2 separate regions of the Sus scrofa genome follow, and region 1 is linked to region 2. A link is a contact called in public promoter capture Hi-C data. All regions are on one chromosome and are shown on one strand. The core of a region is the stretch at or near the end of the contact, and the rest is flanking DNA. Distances in the headings are between cores, read along the strand shown.

The links. Promoter capture Hi-C pulls out the DNA fragments that hold promoters and counts their contacts.
Region 1: a promoter capture Hi-C map of fetal liver shows a contact between it and region 2, with 2.3 times the contacts expected there. The contact joins the enhancer-like site here to the promoter of JARID2 in region 2. A contact is called at or near these places in 2 of 5 promoter capture datasets (fetal liver and liver), 6 of 47 Hi-C or Micro-C datasets (brain, embryonic fibroblasts, fetal heart ventricle and 2 more) and 2 of 2 datasets of contacts at active chromatin or transcription factors (alveolar macrophages and skeletal muscle).

Annotation. Positions count from the first base shown.
Region 1 is chr7:11,482,795-11,488,043 of Sscrofa11.1, forward strand. All of the region lies in intron 3 of JARID2 (protein Jumonji), which reads left to right. Among named protein-coding and RNA genes, the nearest start is that of JARID2, 130 kb to the left of the region's middle. Within about 2 kb of position 2,402, at least 10 of the 83 cell types and tissues checked have an H3K27ac peak or open chromatin away from gene starts, as enhancers often do. A contact at or near this core is called in fetal liver, where this site is marked.
Region 2 is chr7:11,355,832-11,360,953 of Sscrofa11.1, forward strand. JARID2 (protein Jumonji) reads left to right here and starts at 2,412. Exons shown (of 19, transcript XM_021100205.1): 1 at 2,412-2,546; 2 at 4,304-4,511. The coding sequence starts at 4,467.

The DNA of each region.
Region 1 (5,249 bases), core at 1,152-3,651, 130 kb after region 2:
TAAATTGACAAAAGCTTCAGAAAGGGTTGGCAGAGGCCAAGGCTGAGGCCACTCTTTGAGGGCCCTTGGCCCGCTGGGGCTGAAATTAGGGACATTTAAATAATAACATGCTACACAAATAATGAGTACACATAATTACACAGTAAGAGAGGGGAGCTATTAGCTGTATTTGAATTTCATTTGCTTCCTATAAATTTCATCTAAGATCCAGCAAACCCTCTGGCCAGCTAGAGTCTTAACTAGATTTAAGGGAAGCCAGATCCCTTTTTTGAAGCATCTTAAAACAGGAGTTGTGATAGCTGGAACCTATATCAAGTGCTTACTTTTACCATTTACTGTTGTAGTTCTTCTCCCGGATTTCACTCATTTAATCTTAACAACTAAGCGTTTTATAGGAGATGACACTGGGAGGATTAGGAGTTTGATCACACGGCTATTACGGGGCAGAGTCAGGATTTAAACCTGGCTTCCTGCACAGAGTTCGCCTGCTTGTAACCACCACTTTGAAAAATAGAAGTAATTTTGGAACCATCTATCTATAAAGATAGGATTCCAAAACTGTGAAATCGTAGGCATGGTTTTTTTTGGTCTTTTCTAGGGCCACTCCCACGGCGTATGGAAGTTCCCAGGCTAGGGGTCTAATCGGAGCTGTAGTTGCCAGCCTAGGCCAGGCCATAGCAACGCGGGATCCAAGCCACATCTGCAACCTACACCACAGCTCACGGCACAACGCCGGATCCTTAACCCACTGAGCAAGGCCAGGGATCGAACCCACAACCTCATGGTTCCTAGTCGGATTCGTTAACCACTGCGCCGAGACGGGAACTCCTGATGAGAGGGTTTTGTTTTGTTTTGTTTTTTGTTTTTTAAAATCATGAATGGATATTGAATTTTGTGAAATGCTTTTTCTGCATCTATTGCGATAATCATGTGATTTTCGTTACTGTGGTTTATTACATTGATTGATTGGTGAATATTGAACCATTCTTGAGTCTCTGGAATAAATCCCACTTTATCATGGTGTCTGACCATTTTATATATGTTGGATTCATTTTGCAAATATTTTGTTGAACAAGATGACGTTTACAAATGCTTTTTGTGTCAGAAGGCAAGTCCTGGGCTCCTTGGTCTGAGGAATGGAGGTTTACTATTTGAAACCATATTTGAAAGGGATGCTGTGATTGTGAGGTTGCCTTCCCTTGGCTGGATCTCTCAGGTCTAGTTGTCCTGAGGGTGGTCCCTACTTCGACAGGAAGGACAATTTTTTTTTCCCTGAAGAAATGGCTTATCCTCCTCTTTCCCCAGATTGAGCTCCTGCTGTGTAAGTGCTGGCATCTCTGTAAGCTGCACGGGGCACCAGCCTGGCTGCTCCCCTGGCAGCTGCCACGGGTTGGGCAGTAAGTTCGGCTTTCTCTAATAATGCTCTGGGGTCTGGGACATTTCTTGCCTGTGTCCCCTGTCGACGTGTGGACCAGACTCCGTGGGAAGGAAAGCTGTGTGCAATGAGGACTAGTACACATTTGCAGAACAGATGTATTCTTTGTTTAAAAAGGGAGCTGTGTCTATCCTGGAAGATCATAGAGTTAAACCTTGATTTCTTTCTCTCTGGAGCTGTTCTGTTGTTAGTCTGTCCACGACCCTTGGTAATGCCAGTGGGGCATTTCTAGACAGAGCTCTTATCTCATCAATGCTGGATGGAGTTCTTAGTATGTAGGAGGTATTTGTGAGTAATAAAAATCGAACTGAAGTTGCTTATTTTGTAGGAGTCAGGATAGCTTATTTCATCTCATCATGTCATTGAGTGATGCATTATTTGTATAAGAAAGGGAAAAAAAATGCATCGAGTTCTAAGGGTAAGCCATCATGATTGTGAGGTGCGTGAGAAAGATACGTGTGACTTGCTATCAGGGAAGCACAGCAAGATACAACAAAAGGCTTCATAAAAAAAAGAGGGGTGTGTGACGTTTGGGTTTGGTGTGGGGAGGCTGGCAGAGAGGCAGGCGACGTGAAAGACCCAGTGTTGCACTTCCAGAAAAAGCTTCATTAAGGAAGTTGCATTCCAGAGGTCTTTGGTGGCGCAGTGGGTTAAGGATTCAACGTTGTCACTGCTGTGGGCACAGGTTGGATCCCTGGCCCTGAAATTTCCGCAGGCCGAGGGAACAGCCAAAACAAAGTTGGCCTTCTGCTGGGCCTTGCGGGCTGTGGGACTTGCTGAGTGAGGACTGAGGGTGGGGCTGGGGTGGTGTGGGAGGAGCGGTGAGGTCCAGCAGGGGGTATTTACCCGAAGTCACAGGCCACTGGGACAGATGGCGGGTTTCAGTGGCCAGCATGCTGGTACTGCTCTGGCAGCAAGAGGGTGGCCAGGCCGCCTGCAGCCTCTTGGTGGCAGCCTTAGTGGTGCTAGAGCAGGAGGGGACTTCTGGAGGTATGTAGGTCTGACTCATCGTGTTACACATGAGGAATTTTGAACCTTGATGAGCTTTAACCGGAAGAAGTGGATCATGCTGCAGACTGATTGGAACCAGCAATCCAGTTTAAATGGCAGCGAGACCCCAGGCTTTCCAGGGGGATGCGTGCGAGGGCTCCGTGGAGGTTACTGTGTTCTGCTCCCGTCCCCCACGCCCACTGCCCCTCCAGCTGCCTCCGTGCTCTGTCCCTAATAGCGCCATCATCCCTCTTGTCATAGGGGCACATGGCACAGGTGGTGTCACCTGAGAGGGAGGGGGACATGCGTGTGATGGGTGTCCAAGCCTGAGACCATCCTGCTGTGTTTCCCACCTGTCCCGGGGTTAGAGCAGCCCAGCTCTGCGGGACGTGGAAGGCGAGAGGATGGAAACAAGCTTCGGTCTGGGATGTTTTTTCCGGCTCTGTCCATGCCTGCCTTGTGCCCCCAGATCCCTTCTCATTTCTGCAAGGACACCACCCTGGAAAGTATCCCTGCTTTTTGTCGTTATTTACTTCTTTACTAGATTATTCCCATCAGTAAACAAAACATGTTGTAGTTTCTCCCATAAAATAAACCCTCTGTTAATCTGTCTCCCTCTTGCTGTTCGTCTCTTTTACTTACAGCAGAATTCCTTGAAAGAAAATTTCTAAACAGCCTGTCTCCTCTATTATTGATGTTCATGTTAATATCCTCTCCCCTCTCATTCTCTTTGGAACCCCTAGAGTCAGGCCACTTACCAAGGCTAATAATGACCTTGATGGCGAAATCCATTTATCCGTCAGCATGGCTGTAGCAGCCCCTTCGGCAGCGTGCGGCATGCTGCTTCTCTCCTGAACTCTGCTTGCCTTCTGCAGTGACCTTGAGGTGTCCCAAACCAGTGCTGCACCTGCCCCCTCTCTCATCCATTCCTGCCCCGCCCATATTCAAGAAGTGCCTGTTACATTCTTCTAGTCAAAACCTTACATTCTTCTTTGGTCAAAACCTTGGAACTACCTGTTTTTTTCCCCAGATTTTGTAAAACCTGTTTATTCTAAACTCACAGTATCTTCTAAAACTGATGCTGTGCCATCACCTCTGGCCCCCAGCCTCTCTCTTGGACTGAGACTCCTAAATAAAGCGCTCTCAATTTCAGCCTTTTTGCCTCTGAGGCAGCAGCCAGAACAGTCCTTCGTAGATGCAGATCAATCAGCACTGGCTTTCCCCCTTGCTCTTAGCAGGAAACCTGCACATGCTTACTCTGGACACCTGATGCGGTCCCCCAGCCTCTCTCTGGTCTCATCTGCCTGTCTCCCGCTCTCCTTGGTCTCACCCACTGTTCCAGAAGCACTGAATAGTCGTATACTCTTGCCCCAGAAGTTTTGCATTTGCTGATGCTTCCTTCTGTCTAGAACACTCTCCCTTTAGGTATCTTGTGTGACTTGATCCCTCTCCGTATGTTAGTGACCTGTTCAAAGGTGCCCATCTTTCCTCAGCTTTGTACCTTCAGCAGAATTGTGCCTTTGCCTGTGTTACCTTTAGCTTCTTACCTTTTAATATTTTTCTGCATAGGCTCTGTCACTGCCTGACATTGTTCACTATTACTGTTCATGAGAAGCTCCCTCCAGGAGGGAGAAGCTTTATCGGTGTTGCCCACCACTGTGTGCACAACTCCCGGCCGCTGTGGGTGTGTGCTCCCCGCATACGGGTGTGGCCCTGCGCCCACACCCAGCACCCCTCTGCCCCTGGCCCTTCTTTTTTCCAGGGGTTGTACCATTTCTCACTCCAGATTGCATTTTACTTTCATACACCTTGACCTCCAGCACCCTCACCCGGCATCACAGCCCATGCTCTTTCCCTATCACCAAAAGCACGCATTTAGTCATAGCTGCGATGTCTTGGTAAGTCTTACTGTCATGAACATTCTTTGGTAGTTTAAAATTGAGCTTTTAAGAAAATAAGTTACTGCTTATGAGAATTACAGCATTACTGTTAGAATTTTGTGGATTTGACAAGTGGGTCTCAGGTGTGAAGCACGTTGTATAAGGGTGATGAGCTAAGAAGTGGTCACATCAGGGTCCGAGCCCAGGATTCATGACCCTCTGTCTTGCTCCTACTTAAAAAAAAAAAAAAAAGCAAACTGAGGAAAACTTCACACTCTGCAATCAGTGGGTTGCCAGATGCGTTTACCGGTGGGGCCAAGGCTGCAGTGTGGATAGAGGACTTCTCCGCCACCTCAGGAAAGTTTCCGCCTGCCCATTCTAGTTCATTGGACTTCTTTAAAGTGTGTGTCAACATGGCGGTCTCTGTTTTTATTGTATTGTATTTTTTAATTGATTTATTTAGCTTTTTTTCTTCTCTCTCTGTCTCTTCCTTCCTTCCTGCCTTGCCTGTGGCATATGGAAGTTCGCAGGCTAGGGTTCAGAATCAGAGCTATAGCTGCTGGCCTGTGCTGCAGCAACGCTGGATCCCTGACCCACTGAGCGAGGCCAGGGATCGAACCTTTGTCTTCCTGGATACTAGTTGAGTTTGTTTCCGCTGTGCCATGAGACCTCTGAGCAGTCTTTGTTTTTCGAAGCTTTTGCGATTTTTGTATCAGTTTTAAGATCCTTCCCCAGAATGTATCAGATGCCTGCGAGTGTCTGTTGAGACTTGAAATTGCCTCAAAGGCAGAAGTGCATGTGTGTCCAGGAAGCAACTCTCGGCGACCGCAAGCGTGTTAGAATGAAGGCCCTACCGCTGGGTGCGCTCCTGAGGATATCCACCGTCTTGTGGTGGCACTCGTGGAGCCGGAGTCTCTGTCCCATCCGAGCAGCACGGGTTGCAT
Region 2 (5,122 bases), core at 1,162-3,661:
GAGCTGTGGTGTAGGTTGCAGATGCGGCTCGGATCCCTCATTGCTGTGGCTCTGGCGTAGGCCGGTGGCTACAGCTCCGATTGGACCCCTAGCCCCCGGAATCTCCGTGTGCCTGTACACATTTGGACCTAGAATAGTAAGAGCCTGCTCTTATTTGTGTCTGATAATTTGCTACGTCTTTCTCTTCCATCATATTGTCAGTCTTCCTATAGTGGATATTTGATCTAATTAAGAGCACAAAAGTTAAGATTAAGGGAATGATTTTTAGACTCTATGCTATTAGTCATCATTCCCTCCAGCTAACCAGTTCCCAAGTCCTATGGACTTCTGACATGCTCTACTTTCAACTTGTTCTCTGCTTGATCTGCTGGATTCAGATCATAAAAATTTCTCACCTCATTTATGCAATTACATTACAACTGGTCTCCAGTTTCCCCTGCCTCTCTTTTCTTCAATCCTCAACCTCATTTCTCACAATCAGAACGACTTTTCTTTTTTTGCTTTTTAGGGCTGCACCTGCTGCATATGGAAGTTCCCAGGCCAGGGTTCAAATCGGAGGCGCAGCTGTCAGCCTACATCACAGCCACAGGAATATCAGATCTGAACTGTGCCTGCCACCTACACCACAGCTCACGGCAACGCCGGATCCTTAACCCACTGAGCAAGGCCAGCATTGAACCTGCATCCTCAGGGATACCAGTCGGGTTTGTTATCTCTGAGCCACAATGGAATTCCAAGGTTGTTTTTTTTAAATCTCAGGAATTTTTTTTGGTTGCACCCACTGCATACATAAGTTTCTGGGCCAAGGATTGAACTCACTCCAATGCCAGATCCTTAATCTGATAGGCCACCAGGGAACTCCTCTCTTGATTTTTTTTTTCCATGCTGGAAAGTTGTGGCTTATCTCAAGCTGCTGAACTCCTACTCATCCTTCAAAACTCCTCATTCCTGATCACCTCAGCTATGTATTCCCTTTAACACCTTTTCCATGGTGCAAATACAGCCCTGTTTACAGCTATCATGATTGATTCCAGAGTCTGCCTTTTCTACTCCGTGTTTCTTCACAAAGGACTTTGGCCTCTCTTGCTGTGTCCTCATGGATGAGGCCACTGCTGGCATATAAGTCCTGCGGAAGCCCTGTACCTAGAAATGTGTTCCCCCACCCTGAGACCTGAAGAGGTCAAGATAAGAGCTGGGAGGTGTTAAAATCATCAGCACAGAGAGTGAATCAGATTAATAGAAAATGAAAAAGAGGAGGAAAAAGACAGGAAAGGTAATACACGGTCTTGCCAAGATGGCAGGGAAAGGAAGCTCATCAGGAGACAGCTACTTCCACAACAGGAAAGGCTTTCAACTGCTAAAAGAGCCAATCTATTTCCCTTTTCAGGGAACACAACACTAATGTTATCCAAATCTTTTGGGAAGGAGCAATTCCTTCCTTTCCCTTTCAAGCTGAAACTGGGATGGTTTTTCAAATGTGGTGACCTGGAGTTGGTAGCCCAGCAGGGGAGTTGACAGGCCCAGGACCGGAGCAGTCCAGCCTTAGGGAGTGGCTGAGGGAACCTAGAAGAAACCCACCTTTGTTCTTTAATATTTTGCCTGGGGAAGGACAGATCCGACATTAAACCTCCTGAAAGCTGGTTAAAACCCTAAGAGTGTGGAGAAGTGGAGACTGCCAATATATGGGTCATAATGATCAGAAAGTCTTTTGAAACCACCTCCTTGTAACCTAACCATAAAGTCACTTGGGTGGCCAATAAGGAAAAGTGGAGTCTGTTCTATTGGTCCCCTCCTCAGCAAACAGCATCGGCCAAGTTTTGCCAAAGGAAGGCACAGAAGGTCATTTATTTTTCTGAATGTGAAATGAACCTATGACAAATTGTTTCAATTTAGAAAGCAGATTTTTTAAAAGGTAAAGTAATAATGAAACAATTTTAAAGCAGCATTTTATTTCATTTACCGAAAACTTTCAGTAAAATGGTTCTTAGCTGGGTTAACGTAATTATTATATAATCCACCCCACAATGCTTATTGATCGCTAATTTGCAGATGAGGAAACTGACCAGCTCAGAGAGGCCATCTAGCTTTCGGGAAGGGGCAGGGGTGATCTGAAACCCGGTCTCTCACCTCCAGTTTCTGAGACCTTCTTAGACACTGGGTTCTCTTTTCGAACATTGCTGTAGACAAAACCTCACAACTGTGATACTTTAGAGGTAAGGCGAATCCAAGGAATGAGAACTGAATGTTACGGGGAATGAATGTGAGGGCGCAGTCATCCCACTTTTCATTTCTTTAAAGGACTGCCTGGGAGAGGCTCATTTTAAACACTACTTCTGGAAAACCACGGTGAAAACGAGGAAATTGACAACGCAGAATGGCTAAGAGCGACTTGGCAAAGTTGTTCAGAAAGCAAAGGCCATAAGAGAGACACGAGGGCCTCCGGCTTCGTTTCCAGCAACGATGAGGTCGGCACCACAAGCCAGAGGCAGGTAGAAGGCAGGCTCTCGCCCGGCTGCCGCGGTTGATACTCCCGATGCTTCCTCGCGGTGAGCACGTCTGTGGGGCTCGGGGTCCGTACGCCACCGGTCTCCCCCTCGTTTTCCTCTCGCTCACAGGCGCAAAAGACGCCGGGACCAGCCGGGACCCAGCGCGATCTCCTCAAAGTCGGGGGGTCTTTCGTAGGAGCCGGCGACGAGGGGCTTCCCTTTTGGCCCCCCTGCCCGCACCCCCGACGTCGACCTCGCGCGCCGGGAGGTGGCCTTTCCGAGCGTGGGGGCGCGTGCGGCCGCGGGGCGCGTGCAGAGGTGACCTCAGGGTCCCCCGAGCCCGACCGCGGCACGCTCCGTGCGAAAACGCGAGGCGGTGTCCTGAGGTGACACCGGCTGCGCCGCCGAGGCAGCAGGCGCCGCCGATCAACTAGTTCGCACCGAGGATTCCTCTTGGTGCGTGGCCCAGTTTTCCTTAGGACGGGCTCCAACCCCTCGCTGCCACCGCCCCCCGCGCCGCCCCGCTCCGAGGCCTTCCCCGGAGACGCCGCGCGTCCCTCCCCCGCCGCTCGGCGCGGGCCGGCGCGCGCGCGCGCGCGCGATTCCTCGATTCCACAGGCGGTTCGCGCCGTGGGTGGGGGCGGGGCGTGCGGGGAGGGGGGCGGCCGCCGCGGGGGGAGGGGGGCCGTGGCCGGGAACCTGGGGGCGGGGGCGGGCCGGCGTGGGGAGTTCCTCGCTCGCGGACCACACGCTCCGCGGGCCAATCCCGAGCCAGCCTCTCGCAGTGTCACACGCGGGACACGTCCAAGCGTTTGTTGGCAGAGCCTGCGATGGGGAGGGGGAGGGGGCGGGGAGGAGGGAGGGGGGTTTGAGTGACAGGCTTGCGGGGCAGGCTGGGAATTGTAGTTCTCAGCTCCCGTGGCCATAGCCATTTTGTAGTCGGGAGACTACAACTTCCAGAAGATCGAGGGGACCATTCTAAGGTGCCCCGGGAATAGGCGGCTCTCCCCGGGGCCGGGCGTTCTGGGGCACTGGCACCCAGCAGCCCGGCTGCAGGTAGACAAGAGGGCAATGGCGGGGGTTAGCGTGCGGCGGCTGTGGGGTGAGCGGCAAGCTGGGGAAAGGGGGTGAGGTGGAGCGACCGAGCGTGCCATGCATTGAGCTAGGGAGCCTCTCTCAATTCCACTCCTAGGCTTGGCGTGGGAGCGATTCTTGAGGGGTAGCCTGGGCAAGGTTCGTCGAGGCCTCTTGGATGTCTGGTCGACCCAGCTGCAGGGGTCCTCGGAGCCCGGCCAGGGGCGGTCGGTGCCGGGGTAGGCGGGCGCCTGGTGGCCCAGCTGTGGGAGTTTTCGGCTGGCCTCCGGCAGGGAATTACCCGAGGAGCCCTAACTTGTATAAAAGCAGAGTCCATTTAAAGTTGGGCTGGATAGCTTCTCTCTCATTGGTTAGGGGGCTTGGAAAAAAGAGACTCGGCGAGCCCTCGCTGTGGTGCTGCCGCCGCCGCCGCCGCTGGAGTTGACTCTTCTGCTCGCACTGCTGCTGCAGCACAAACGTGACTTCCAACATTTTTTATTTATCTTTCCCTTTTCTTTTCCAAGATGTAACTACGGATCAGACACTAAGGACCTTCACGTTTCGCTGATGTAGTTTTTGGAGGAAAAAGGGGGGGGAGTGAAGGGCGTCGGTTTTTTTTGTGTGTGTGTTTCGGGGGAAATTTTCCATTATGAGTGTTTTACTAAAGTGATTTTTTTTTTTTTGTTTGCTTCGTTCGTCTTTTGGCTTTTTTTTTTCCTTTCCAATTTCGGATTTATTTCAAGGCGAATCGGGCTTTGGGGGAAGAGGAAGAAAAGTCGGATTACAAGATCAACCACCACCACCACCAACAATAAAAACCACCAGGATATTTTTTTTGCAAATTTCTGACGGCTTTAAATTCATGAAGCAATTGTCCCCTTTTGCAATCAGCATTTGGATCTCAGAATGAGCAAGGAAAGACCCAAGAGGAATATCATTCAGAAGAAATACGTAAGTGCTCCTAACAACACATCCTTTGACTTGTAGTTTTAAGCAATGGCTGTGAATGTCAAGTTTATAGATAATTCTGCAGCTGAAGGGTTTTAAACACAGCGTCCGATAAGGCTGTTTCTTTCTTTTCTGAAAGAAGGCTTTTCAGGCAAAGTCGTGTCTGCCTAGTTTGGATGAAAAAAAAAAAAAAAACAACCCAGATTGGTGTAGCGATACCTCGAGTGAATAAATTGACCTCGAATGACACAACCATAATCTAGTTTTAGATGAAAGGCAAGGGATTTTGGTGGAGCTTGGACGGGGGGGGATTTGGGCTGCGGTAATGTAACTAAACTGCATTCTCGGGCGGATTTGGCCCCATATTGTACTTTGCATGCAAATGAGCCTGTGTTACTATTATTAATGTTATTTGGGAAATCGTGTAACGCGTGTGTGTTGGAAGCTTTTTAAGTTGCAATCGAGGGTCCGATTATGGCGATCTTGTTCCTGTACTGGCAACATCAAATTTAATGTATGTGGTCATTTTGGCTTATTTGGTTCGCAGTGTAAACCAGTTGGGGAATCGTGTTACGGCGAATGCATTTGTTGAGATTGACTTTAATAATGGGACT